4 separate regions of the Mus musculus genome follow, and regions 1, 3 and 4 are each linked to region 2. Evidence: chromatin contacts called from public Hi-C and HiChIP or PLAC-seq data. All regions are on one chromosome and are shown on one strand. Each heading gives the region's core, a stretch centred on a gene start, on an enhancer-like site or on the middle of the called end of the contact. The rest is flanking DNA. Distances are from core to core; before and after follow the strand shown.

Evidence for each region. Hi-C and Micro-C count contacts between places; a contact is called where the count stands out from the background. HiChIP or PLAC-seq counts read pairs in DNA pulled down with a chosen protein or histone mark.
Region 1: a contact with region 2 is called in an H3K27ac HiChIP or PLAC-seq map of stem cell-derived neural progenitor cells, with 4 times the contacts expected there. The contact joins the enhancer-like site here to the promoter of Fam76b in region 2. A contact is called at or near these places in 1 of 484 Hi-C or Micro-C datasets (nephron progenitors), 17 of 115 datasets of contacts at active chromatin or transcription factors (the 230-238 cell line, bone marrow-derived macrophages, cardiomyocytes and 12 more) and 3 of 9 other capture datasets (adipose tissue, liver and macrophages).
Region 3: a contact with region 2 is called in an HNF4G HiChIP or PLAC-seq map of pancreatic cancer cells. The contact joins the promoter of Phxr4 here to the promoter of Fam76b in region 2. A contact is called at or near these places in 1 of 39 promoter capture datasets (stem cell-derived epiblast-like cells), 2 of 115 datasets of contacts at active chromatin or transcription factors (embryonic stem cells and pancreatic cancer cells) and 1 of 9 other capture datasets (adipose tissue).
Region 4: a contact with region 2 is called in a Hi-C map of Sertoli cells, with 4 times the contacts expected there. The contact joins the enhancer-like site here to the promoter of Fam76b in region 2. A contact is called at or near these places in 1 of 39 promoter capture datasets (embryonic stem cells), 1 of 484 Hi-C or Micro-C datasets (Sertoli cells) and 2 of 9 other capture datasets (adipose tissue and liver).

Annotation. Positions count from the first base shown.
Region 1 is chr9:14,302,684-14,306,015 of GRCm38.p6, reverse strand. The region is part of intron 1 of Sesn3 (sestrin 3); the gene reads right to left. Among named protein-coding and RNA genes, the nearest start is that of Sesn3, 28 kb to the right of the region's middle. Within about 2 kb of position 1,590, at least 26 of the 459 cell types and tissues checked have an H3K27ac peak or open chromatin away from gene starts, as enhancers often do. A contact at or near this core is called in stem cell-derived neural progenitor cells, where this site is marked.
Region 2 is chr9:13,826,424-13,829,633 of GRCm38.p6, reverse strand. Fam76b (family with sequence similarity 76, member B) reads right to left here and starts at 1,918. Exons shown (of 10, transcript NM_176836.4): 1 at 1,573-1,918; 2 at 810-874. The coding sequence starts at 1,659. Cep57 (centrosomal protein 57) reads left to right here and starts at 2,527. Exons shown (of 11, transcript NM_026665.4): 1 at 2,527-2,778. The coding sequence starts at 2,734.
Region 3 is chr9:13,429,771-13,432,897 of GRCm38.p6, reverse strand. Phxr4 (per-hexamer repeat gene 4) reads right to left here and starts at 1,537. Exons shown (of 1, transcript NR_028271.1): 1 at 147-1,537. All of the region lies in intron 1 of Maml2 (mastermind like transcriptional coactivator 2), which reads right to left.
Region 4 is chr9:13,562,297-13,565,188 of GRCm38.p6, reverse strand. The region is part of intron 1 of Maml2 (mastermind like transcriptional coactivator 2); the gene reads right to left. Among named protein-coding and RNA genes, the nearest start is that of Gm51666, 47 kb to the left of the region's middle. Within about 2 kb of position 1,513, at least 133 of the 459 cell types and tissues checked have an H3K27ac peak or open chromatin away from gene starts, as enhancers often do. A contact at or near this core is called in Sertoli cells, adipose tissue and liver, where this site is marked.

The sequences.
Region 1 (3,332 bases), core at 341-2,840, 480 kb before region 2:
GGACAGGCCTCTACACCTCATTGATGGGGGAAAACTCAGTTATTTACTACAAGGCCTTAGCTCACACTTTACATGAGGGAAAGCCCTTAACCTTCACAATCAATTCATACCTGTTGGTACACTGCTACAGTAGGAAATTGTTGAGGAATACTAATATTTTTGTTCATACTAAGTCTCTCTATATAAATTATGAAATTGTTAATGAGATTGCTTCCTTCTCCATGGGTGAGGTTAGGTCAGAAATAGACCAAACAGGCCCCTTGAACTCCTTAGCCAGGAAAAGAGATGCAGGAAAATGGCCACTTGATCTTCTCAGATAAAAGTAACACTCTGAGTTAAGAATCAGTTCTCTGATGCCACAAGATGACACTTTGGACAGCAGCATGGTTATAGACTCAATAGGAATATTAAGGATATTATATAATAAAATAATAAGAAAAATATTAGAGACCTTGTGGCTACTAGAAAAGCTTGGTTTAAAAGCTTTAGATGCCTCAAAATCTCCTGAGGAAACTTCTTTTTTATTATTATTAGATATTTTCTTTATTTACATTTCAAATTTTATCCCCTTTCCTCATTTCCCCTCCGAAAATCCCCCATCCCATCCCCCCGCCCCCTGCCCACTAACCCACCCACTCCTGCTTCCCTGCCCTGGCATTCCCCTACACTGGGGCATCGAGCCTTCACAAGACCAAGGGCCTCTCCTCTCACTGATGTCCCACAAGGCCATCCTCTGCTACATGTGCAGCTGGAGCCTTGAGTCCCTCCATGTGTATTCTTTGGTTGGTGGTTTAGTCCCTGGGAGCTCTGGGGTACTGGTTGGTTCATATTGCTGTTCCTCCTATGGGCTGCAGACCCCTTCAGCTCCTTGGGTCCTTTCTCTAGCTCTGAGGAAACTTCTAAGGTAAGAACGTAACTCGGGTGGTTCCTTGTCTCAAAGTGACAAAGTCTTCTCTCTATGATCCAGTCTCTTGGCTACAGCCTATGCTAAGACCCCAACAATCAAACAGAAGCTGATTGGTAGCCCGTGGAAGGGATTGGCTACCCACTGGTATACCCATGGATTCCTGGGTATATAAGTTCTGTCCAAACCAAGTTAGACTAATTAGCACACGTTAATAATTTCCCAGGACTATACAGTAGCTACGTGAACACGATGCAATCAGAGAGCCAAGAGAAACAAAATGCTGCTCGAATGCAGAGGCGAGAGGGAACAAAAGGAAAGCCCAGGGTGGGTGTCAACAGAGAAGCCCGAGGCGTTGCTATGGAGTCCTGGAAAAAGTAGAGCTGAAGCATGGTCATTGAAATTCATTCTTTTCCTTCCTCTCTCCCCTTGGTAGTGGGCAACTTTAGTCTTTTTTGTCCTTTACAAATCAAAGAGCCTACCAAAAACAAAATAGTTATTTAAATCCTTTAAGTCCTGTACTTCATTAGGAAGCAGTTTTACAACAAATTGGCAAAAGTAGGCAGTTGGGTATTCAACAATGATTTATTTGAGAGCCTAATTGAATATTGTGATAGACCATGTAGAGGGGTAAGAAAACAGACACAGCCCCAACCCTTCTGAGTCTGGCACACACTCTCCATCAGCTGTCAGTGTTCTAGCAACATGTATGCATCACACGACACTTTAAACTGTTTAAGTTTCCAAACAAGTAACACATCTAGATGACAAAATGATGACAAATCACCCTCAATTGACTGCCCGAGTACACTGGAGGGTGGCATGTGAACTGGAGTCATTCAGAATTTCTCATACTGGGATTTCTTGTCTACATCAACTGTAGTCTATCTAGAAAATGGATTCAGAATAGGAGATCTATATTCTCTTAGTTCCACCTGCCAATGACAACAAATGAAATGATAAGACAATCGTGGTAGTGCACACCTGCAATCCCAGCACTTAGCAGGATCAGACAGGGAGATCATGAGTTTGAGACTAGACTGGGCTACACGGCCATCTTGTCTCTAAATACATAAAAGTAAGGATAAAAAAACAAAAACAAAAACAAACAAACAAACAAAAAACCCAAAACGCACCCTACTGTCTGTAGAACTTCGTGGTGAACTAGTTATCCAGGAACAGCAACTTGCTGGAAATCTAATCACTTCAAATAAACGATCATCTAAGAGGCTGATTACAAAGGGGACAATCAAGTCTGAAGAAAAACAAATGTAACTATGGAGACAAGTGAATACTACAAAATAAGAAAATACACAAAATGCAGAAAAAATGTAGGGGAATAAAATCCACACCCTCTTATGTGGAAGCATACAAGGAATTTCTGGAGACAGACTGAGGTACTACTGTTATACTTGATAAAAATCCCAAGTTAACACATTAATCAACTTAATTCACCTTTACAGTTTGAAACTGCTACTTTCCTTAGAAAATTACATGCTGGAACAGCCAACATTTCAATATAAAATGTGTTTTCATTGTAACACAACTGCAGGTTCTTGCTAGCATCGATCCTCTAGTTTTTAAGCAGCTACTAAGAAGGCAGATATACACAGCTAAGTACATCACTTGCCCCACACTGGTGGGCACACACACTCTGTGGCCAGGACAAGAGTGTTCCCAGCCATCAGCTATCTAGCTAGCTGTTCCAAGCGCAGGGATGTGCATTTCGGTTATGACTGATACTGGTGGGAACCTAATGTATGACAAGAGGCCTGTGCCACAGCTCCTGAGCTTTAGAATAGTTTCTGCAGCAAGATGACTTCCTGGGGTTTAAACTATAATTAGCCTTTAAAGAGTTGCAAACTGCTACAGAAGAGCAGAAATGCTCATTTTCACCCCACTGATTTCAAAAGGATAATGTGCTTGGGTTCTTTTACTTTATGTTTATTTGAGAAAAGAGATGAGGACCAGAGCTGTGTTTGCCACGTTATTCTGGGGGTGGCACTGCTTCTGGGCCATCAAGAGGAAAATGGCAGAACTCTGGTGAGAGCCCAGGAGAACGGTGGAACAGACTGACTTGAGAGCACCATTTGTTCAGTAAATTGAACCAAGAGCTAACACCATCTTATTTTGTCTCCCCCCCCCTCTCATACACACACAAACACACACACACACACACACACACACACACACTCAGGAGTACATATTATACACTATATTGCTATTACACATATGTAGTATATAAAAATGTGTATATGTACAAATATACTGTCATGGTTTGTATATGCTTGGCCCAGGGAGTGGCACTATTTAGAGGTGTGGCCTTGTTGGAGTAAGTGTGGCTTTGTAGGAGTAAGTGTGCCACTGTGGGGGTGGGTTTTAAGACCCTCATCCTAGCTGCCTGGAAGCCAGTTTTCTCCTGTTTGCC
Region 2 (3,210 bases), core at 669-3,168:
ATTGCACATTGCTTATTCTAATTAACAATGAGTGTCTTCTCAAAAACAGTACTAATTTTAGAATAGTTTTCTGTAAATTTAGTTTTATTAAAGACAAATTTTCCATATATAATTTATGTATTACACAGTGCCTACAGGTCTCAGGACATATGCCCAGGTTAGTCTCTAAGTAGTAATTCTCCTGCCTCCACCTCCAAACACTATGCTTATAGGCACCCAGCTCAGTGCATATTTTCTATAAAGAAGATAAAGCGGAAGCTCTAATGCCTTCCCTCTGGCTCTAATGCTCCCTCACCACCATGACTGCACATCCTCAGCATCAGGGCCCACCGCACTCCCCAGTCCACAGTCTCCACTGTCATGTCCACATACTCAGTAATAAAAGGACTTGTTCTCTTGAGCTTACTCTGTGTCCTCTAAAAGAGGGATTTCCTGTTAAAAACATCTGTGCTAATCACACTGCTTAAGGCAGTGACTTCAGTCTTCCAAGGCAGTTAGTAACACTGTAGCTCTTTCCTCAGGTTAATTAGCAGTTTCCCATTTAAAAAAAAAAAGTTTAAAAGTAATTGCTTATATTTTGACTGTTGGCAGAAGTGTACATTTTCCATCTATCAATTTTATCCCTTATTTTCACATGTAAAACCAGAATTTCTTTAGTTAAATGTCTTCTCTCATACTGTACATAGTAGCTCTAAATTTTAAATTTCAAAAACAAATCAGTTTTTCAAAGCACTTTAACACAAATATTACAACCCCTAATTATTCCTTATACGAATTTGTAACAATGAAAGACTGCTCAGTATACAAACCTCTCCTGCTGAAATTCTGATCTGCAGTAAGTACATTTTACAATAGGATGTGCAATCCGACATTCCTGTAATAAGATAATACATAAGTCAGTATTTATTTCAGAGACCCAATCTCACTCTTTGGTAGAAATTAATCGACTTAGTCAAGTGCCTGAAATGTCAATAAAACCTGGCTGGCAACGTAAACAACTGGGTGACTTATCACATCAGCCGTCAGGCAGAGTATAATTCCATGGGGATATTTTTGTCCTTAGTGGAGGGGGGGGGTGCGGAGGGGGTATATGGAACAGAGAGAAACTAAGGAAGCTGTCAGGACTGACTTCCAGGGGTGGTTTACATGTGAAACTACTAGTTATTTTGTACAATTGCTCACAGACAGCATCCCGGCTTTTATGGGATGGGAGGAGCTCCAAATCAGAGAGCACTCTGTTCCTAAACCAGTCGCTTCGCTTTCCGGGACAGGGAAGCAGAATGCCATCAGCTCTGCAGCTTCGGGTTGCTAGCAAGAAAGTGCAAACACGGGCCCTGCCTCCCAGTGGAAGGAGAGGGCAGTCCCTGCCAAAGCTGGGATGAGAGAGTCTGCACCCAATCTCTGCGACACGGAGGACTGGTGGCCGCTTGGCTCAGCCCCACCCGAGACCGCCAGAAGCGGCCGAGCTAGCCCAACCTGCGAGCAGGCGGGACGCGGTCGACACGGGGCTCGCCCATATAATGCCCGGGCCCTGGCGGGGAGCGGTGCGCTGAACGACCGGCGCCCACCGACCTTGCAGAGCTGTTGGCCCTGCGAGAGCTCCTCGAAGGGGTAGCGCTGCGTGCACTTGGTGCAGGCGTACAAGGCCGACGCCGCCATCCTGCTTTCCGGCTCCTCCGCGCGCGCTCAGGCGGGGCCTCCGGGAACTCGGCTGCCCCGCCCGCGGGCTCTTCTGCTGCTGTGGCCCAGTCCCGGTAACTGCCGGGTCCCCTGCGTCTCCCTCCGCCTCCGCCGCCGTCCCGGGACACCTACTGCCGCCCGCCCCGCCGCTCCCGTTTAGGCCCGGACCGCGGCGGAGGGAGACGAAGCGGGAGCTAGGCGGTGGATTCCGCTTCCTCCTCGGTCTCGCGTCCCTCTCTACGATTGGCTACAGAGAGCCTTACGTCACTAGAAAGCTCCGCCCAGTCCCTGGCCTAGGTTCGGCAGGGAGCGCCCACAAAGAGAGAAAGTACCAACCAATAGGAAGCCGCCGCTCTCAGAGCGCGAAATCCGCTTTGAAAAGATCCCGCCCACAAGCCACGGCCAGTCGTCGTTTGGCTGGTGCGCTTGAGCCCATTGGCCAGGGGGTCCACGAAACGCCGCTTTTTTTCAGTCCTTGGCTTCCATTGGACCATATCCTTAAGCCCCTCCTACTTCTGTTTGTCATTGGCCGAAAGGTCAGTACATCAAATGGAGAAGCAACGCTCTCTGGAGTTTATTCCTGGGATGCTGATGGAGTATGTCAACTTTCCATTCTCCTTTATTCAGCTTCCGTCATCCGCCTCAGCAGGCGCTGAAGGTTCCAGAAGCCCTAGCCTTTGCTTCCTCATCCAGAAAATCCATCCCTTTTCAGACGCTCCCAGAGCCGTCTGTCAACTCAGACGTTGCCGTTCCCGCAGGCTCCGCGATGCGCTACCTTGTGACGTCACCGAGAGAGGAGGCGGGCTCTTCCCTGCCACCAGAAGTTGTCCTCTTTTCTGATTGGTCACTGGAAGGCGTCTATCAAGACGCGTTGCCTTTCCCGTGCGCGCTGAGTGTGGCGTCCTTGTGGTTTGCGAGACCGAGGCTCCTATAGGGTTCGCAGCTCGCCCGCCCCTTCCATCGGGGACTTGGATTCCGCTTGCCCCAGGCGGGCGGCTGTCGAATCCGGAGGAGGAGCTCAAGGACGGCGTCTGGGGTTGCGCAGGTGGGAAGATGGCGGCAGCCTCGGTCTCGGCGGCTTCTGATTCTCAGTTTTCGGTAAGGGGCGGCAATCGCGTGGGTTCCAGGTGGGCCTGTACGGCTCTCCGGGTTGCCTCACTTTTCAGGGGGCCCGCGATCTGGCGTCAGCCCTCGTCCCGCAGGATGGCGGGCTGCCCGAGGCCGCGTGCCACTCCCGGAGGCTGCAACTGTGTTTTCTGGAGCACCTCCTTTTCCACCCTGCGTTCCCTTGTCCTCTCAGCCGGTGCTTTGGAGCGTTGTCCCGAGCCTGGCTGGTGCACTCTCAGGCCCGCTAACACAAAGCTCTGTCGGTCACGTGAGCGTAACGGCCCGTCTCGGAAACTCACTAACAGGTAGGTGTGCAGGTTTGTAGAGTGGCAGCCGCTGAGGCGTCCGTGGTCCCCAGAGTGCGTTTTCGCCCTTGCTGCCGTGCCTCTCTGTTTGTTGCGCGACCCTTGCAGGCGGAGCCCG
Region 3 (3,127 bases), core at 288-2,787, 400 kb after region 2:
AGAGTCTCACTGTATAGTTTTGGGTATCCGGAAACTTTGTAAACCAGGCTGGCCTAGAACTCAGAGATCTGTGCCTCCTAATTGTTGAGATTAAAGGCATGTGTCACCATGTCCTGTGGGTTTTATTTTCCTAAAATGTTTGGGTTTTTTTTTTTTTTTATATTTGGTGTGTTCAGATAATACCCATTTGTCCTGCTAGTCTAATCTCTGTGTCTTTAGCCATGTGCCTTATTTCTGTGCAACTTTTAGAGGATTCCACTGGCCTGACACTTCATTGCTCACCAGAACACAAGCTGACGCTGGTTCAGAAAAGTGCAAGGGAAAGTGCAAGGAAAGGCAATTCCTCTGCTAGTTTTCAGGTCTGGGGAAAACGGGATTTACTGCTAAGAAGAGAAGGGAAGAATGAAAAATTACATGAAGTTAAGATGGGTGATGTCTATAATGGAGGAACAGGGGCTTCTGGAGAACACAGTGAGACCCTAGTTCAAAATTACAACAAAGAAAAGAAACAAAAAAGGAAGAAAGGAAGGAAGGAAGAAAGATGGACAGACAGACAAAAGCAGAGAGAGATGAAATACTAGAATATCGGACTGGGCCTTTGAGCACTGGGCACCTTGAGGTGATGCTATGACTGTGGACGAGGAGATCGTAGGTTGAATGTTGTAAGGATTTCTTTTGGCAGTGTTTATCTGGGCTGAAGATGGCCAAAGTTGGGAAGAAGAAAGGCCTAGGCAAGATGGGAAAGTGTGAAGGGACACAAACATGATAGCTAGGACAAAGGTCACCAAAGCAAGGGAGCTGCAACTGCACATTTCATGGATGGCATGGGGGTGCAGGCAGCTTGCGAGGTTATAAGAAAGTCTGGCGAAGCCCAAAACAATTAGAAAATGATATCCACATCAACCTACTTCTGTTCCCTGGCTTCTTAATGCCCTTTCTCTCTTGTTTTGGCTTTGATGTCAGAAGTGGGCTGTGAGAGGCTGGATCCAAGTAGTGGGCCTGGAGGCGATGCCAGAAATGCCCTGCTAAATGCACCGGGGAGAGGCTGATGGCACTGGCACTGGCACTGGCACTGGCACTGGCACTGCAGGGTGTGTTAATGAGCAACCCAGGGGCTGGGAGGTGGCTCAGTGGGTAGCATACTTGCCATGAAGACAACTAGCATGCCCATAGAAAAACTGGGTATGACACAAGTATCTATACCAAAACCTGCTTTAAATAACAAGGTAGAAAAGGATTTGGGAAGAAGACACCTGAGGTGGAGGGCTGTTGTCCATATGTGTGCATATGTGCACACATGTACATATACACACAATACATGTACACACATACACACAGAGAAACACACACACAAACACACACCACAAACATATATACATAGCATCTTATTTAGGGTTTTTATTGTTGTGAAGAGACACCATGACCACAGCAACTCTTATAAAGGAAAGCTTATCATTAGGGCTGGTTTACATTTTCAGAGGTTTAGTCCGTTGACATGGTAGGTAGCACTTGGGCAGACATGATGCTGGAGAAGGGGCTGAGAATTCTATGTGTTGATCAGCAGGCAGAGGAGACAGTGGAGACTGTGATCCATACTGGATGGAACTTGAGCATATGAGACTTCAAAGTATGCCCCCTGCAGTGACACACTTCCTCCAACAAGGCCACACCTCCTAATAGTGCTACTCTGTATGATCATCCGAGTACATGAATCTATGAGGCCCATACCTACTCATATCACCACACATATCCACACATACCCACAGATACACACAGATAAACATACACACACAACACACATACCCATACATACATATGCATATATTCACCCACACACATACACACAGCACACACATATATATATACACACACACACACAAACACAAACATACACACACATGCATATACACACAAACACACTGGCACATAGACAGTCAGACACATAAATACATGGCAATCAAACTCTGAAGTCTACCATATACCTTTGAGGAATCTATCTTGAAGCTCCTTGCCACCATTCCAGGCTCCCAGGGGAGTCATCCAATCAGCTGAGACTGTCCCAGGGACTGCCTTACTTAAGAAATTGCTGCCTTCCTTTTGTCAGAGGGTCTCAACACACAGATATGAATTCAGAGAGTGAAGGAGAGGATGGGATATGCAGTTTGGGGCTAGGTTAAGATAAATACCAGTTCCTAATTCTGTTTCCAGTTCACTATTTTCTTTGAGAGCAATGGAAGGAAAGCTATGTTCTTCATAGGGAATCACCATTGCACTGGAGCCTGGAGGTGAAGCAGACCACGGAACAGGGTGTGAGAACATTTATTTACAATGGAAAGAGTTTTAGTGCACACAGCGCAAAGGCTGGAAGGGAAGTCAGCAAAAGCAAGATAAGAGACTGGAGAAAGGGAGGATCTCTGTATCAGGTGACATCATAAGAGGGTTCACGACCCCAGAGGCTTTGACTATTGAGTCAGACAGGAAGAGGGCCGGTGATGACTGCTAAAAGTCCAGCAGGACATTTTCATAGACTCAGTGGAAAACATCGACAGCGGTGTCAGGCTTGACTTAGTTCTTAGATCAGTTGTTGCCACTGGGATTTTGGACATCTTATTGAAACCACTAAGCCTCAGTTTCCTTATCTGTACAATGGGAACAAATAGTCACTCTATCAGATTATTTTGAAGATATAATGTTCAACTGCTTAGCTCATTTCTGGCCAACACTCATAATTGTTAATATTTATTATAACTATCTTTATGCTTTTCAATGAACCTCTTTGCATAATGGATTTTAATATCAACTGATTAAAGGTGTGTGTGTGTGGTGTGTGTGTGTGGGGGGGTAGGATCCCTGTATACTTATAGTTGGCTGGCAAATATAAATAATAATAGAAACAAGTAACTCACACATCAATTATGAACTGCCAACTAGGTGGTGGACACCTGAAATTCCAGACCATGGAGGCAGAATCAGGGCATTGTCACAAGCCTGAGAGTAGCCTCTTACACAGCAAGTTCACAGTTCAAAAGTCCATAAACAAATAAAGCACTCACTTTCCTAGTAAGAAAACAAATGTTTCTCTTCTATTATTACACCTACAATTTGCTTTTTGTCAACAAGATTGGAA
Region 4 (2,892 bases), core at 264-2,763, 260 kb after region 2:
TTTATCTATCTAGTAGGCTCCAAGATTTCTTGGAGAAAAGATGCTTTTGGGGAGACTTGAGGTAAAATGCTCCTTCTTTGCACCTTAGGTTTACTGCTATTCTCAGTGATGTCCTGGCAGTGGTGACCCTGTGACCTTTTGGCCCCTGGATGTATGCTGCCAACAGTGTGCTGGATCTCGACCCCCCCCCCCCTTTCTCGCTGGGATCTCTATACACAAGTGCTTGGGGGAAGCCTGCTTACATTAGTTAGGACTCCTGTTGCTAGAGTATATCGGCCACCTTAGATCTTTATTTTATGAAGAAAGTGATCTTTATTGGGTTTATTGTTATGGGTGGTCCTGCTGGTGGGCCAGAAAGGGTGCAGAGCACAGTCAGAAGGAGGATGGAAGGGCAGTCAGATGGAGGCATTAGACTCCTGAGAAGGAAGTGCTTCTGGGACTACTACCCACAGGATTCAGCACGGCCTTCCTGCTGATCCCTTAGAGCATCTTCTACTCTCAGACCTCATGTTTCCTTAGAGTCCATTTGTATGTGTGTTTGTGTGTGTGTGTGTGTGAATATGCACTTACATACACGCATATGATGTGGAGGTCAGAGGTTGACATCAGTCATATTCCTCAGTTACTCTCCCCTTTATTTTTTGAGACAGGGTCTGTCACCAAACACAGAGCTCTTTAATTATGCCAGGCCGGCTGGCCAGCAAACCCCAGGTAAACATTCATCTAGGGATTAGACTCAGATTCTCATGCAATGTGACAAGGACTTTACTGACTGGATGACCTTGCTCAGCACTTCCCACCCACCTTTTTCCTCCTGATGCTCAATAGTCTAACAAGGAAACACTTGACGAACTCTGTGACTACAGCATCCTGGTCCAGTAAGTGTGGTTGTTATCTTCCAGTTTGCCACAGACATTCTGTGTAGATGCAGCTGCTCAGTGACAAATGCTTTCTGAGTCAGGGAGAGCAAAAGAGTCAGGAGCTCTCTACCTCACCCTGCCCTCTCTACATTCCTCTCAATTTGCAGGCCTGGTGAGTTAAAACCCACTTCAACATTTCTAGCCTCAGTGCTAGGCAGAAGGATTGCAGGAGGTTGAATGGCAGTTGTGGTGCATGGCTGTAATGTGGCTCCTGTGTGTTGAGAAAACACAGTGCAAAAACAAGCGTGGAGGACCCGACACAACAAGCGCATTCGCTCTGCTGTGTAAAACCTGAAGTGGGAGAGGATTGTGTTTGCTCTCCCCACACCCCCGGCTACTATTTCCAGCTCATCGAAGAATTGGCCCCATGCCTGTCTGCAACAGGAAATGCTCCTCCTTGGCTGGCATGCTCTGCTTCTGTCACACAGGGCTTCCATATGTGCTAGGACTCAGGCTTTTCCCTGACCACACAGAGGCGACCCTCTTCCTCCGATCTCTTGGGTGCTTTTCTCACCCTTGACACCTTACATGGATCAGACAGGGCTGTGCTGTCTCCTCCCCTACCCCCACACACCAAAGGTTCATTGAATTAGTCACTCGGACTTTCCACAGCTTAGCTGAAGGTCACTTGCTAAACTGTGCCAGGGGAAAGGCACCTCTGAGAAGGGCCTCAGCTTTTCAGCCTCCTTGAGCCCCTATGTGGCTATGTGTCACTGTCCCAAAGAAGTATGAGGCAAGATTGCCCTCTGCCATCACTAAGGAGCTTAGCCCTGGGACAACTCATGCTTCCATCCCAACAGCGTAGGTAATTGCCTAAGTTCTGTGGGCCTCACTTTTTCCAACTTGAAAAACAAAGATACTCAGTTTCCTCACAGGGGTGATTTGAGGACATATTAACCACTTTGAGAAAAACCACCTTAAGAGTTTAACCAGAGGAGGCAAAGGATGGTTACTGCTCATCCAGACATGCCAAGGTCAGATCAATCACAACAACAACCTATTTAGTTGGAACCCAAAAGTAAATTATCAGTAGACCGAAGCCCATTCTCTTTGCATCACGCTTCATCTCTGGGCTGGAAGTTCAGTATTATGAAGCAAGACAAACAAAACACAACAGACTCCTAAACTTGCTGTCCTTTTGGCCCCGTGTCTGGCTTGTAGTGGTGGGTGGACTCTGTAATTGCAGGGTTTGGATATAAAGTCCCCAGCCACATCTCGATCAGTAGTCAACACAGGGTGAGGGAACAGCCAGTGGCTGGCTGAAGAAAGGATTTAATTGTTTCCCATCAGGGCTCCCATGATTCAGCTAAGGAAGAAGGTTCGAGAACAGTAGACCCTACATGACAAGACTGAAAAGACAGGAACACTCTGCCTCGTAGGTCTTTTGAAGTTGATGTTCAGAGAATCCAGTGATGATTCAAAACTCTAGGAATGAATGTTTCAGAGCCACAGACACAAAGAGTGTCGCCTGGAGAGGAGTGAGAGGGTGTCTTACCCCATGATGATATCCAAAGCAAGAATTGTCCCAACATACGCCAATCACAGCTCACAGATTTGACCAGGAACTTACCCAGAGCCCTCACACACAAGCAACACACACACACACACACACACACACACACACACACAAACACATACACATGCACTCTGTCACACACACACATGCACATGGCAATCAGACAGACAGACACAGACACACACACACACACACACACACACACACACACACAGAGTTTAGCTCATCACCCCATGGCTACCACTAGTGAGATACAGTACTTGATGTGATTTTCATGACAAAGCTTGGAACTTTGCCGAAACAGAGTCAGTCAGCTATCTCCCCTTGTCCCCACTCTTGTCAATGGGGAAAAAACAGCATATGCGTTCAGAAAGTACTGAAATAATTAAAACAGCTACTTTTAAAATATCTTGTAATACTAAATTTGATTCTTGGAAGTAACGATATGTCTTTCTC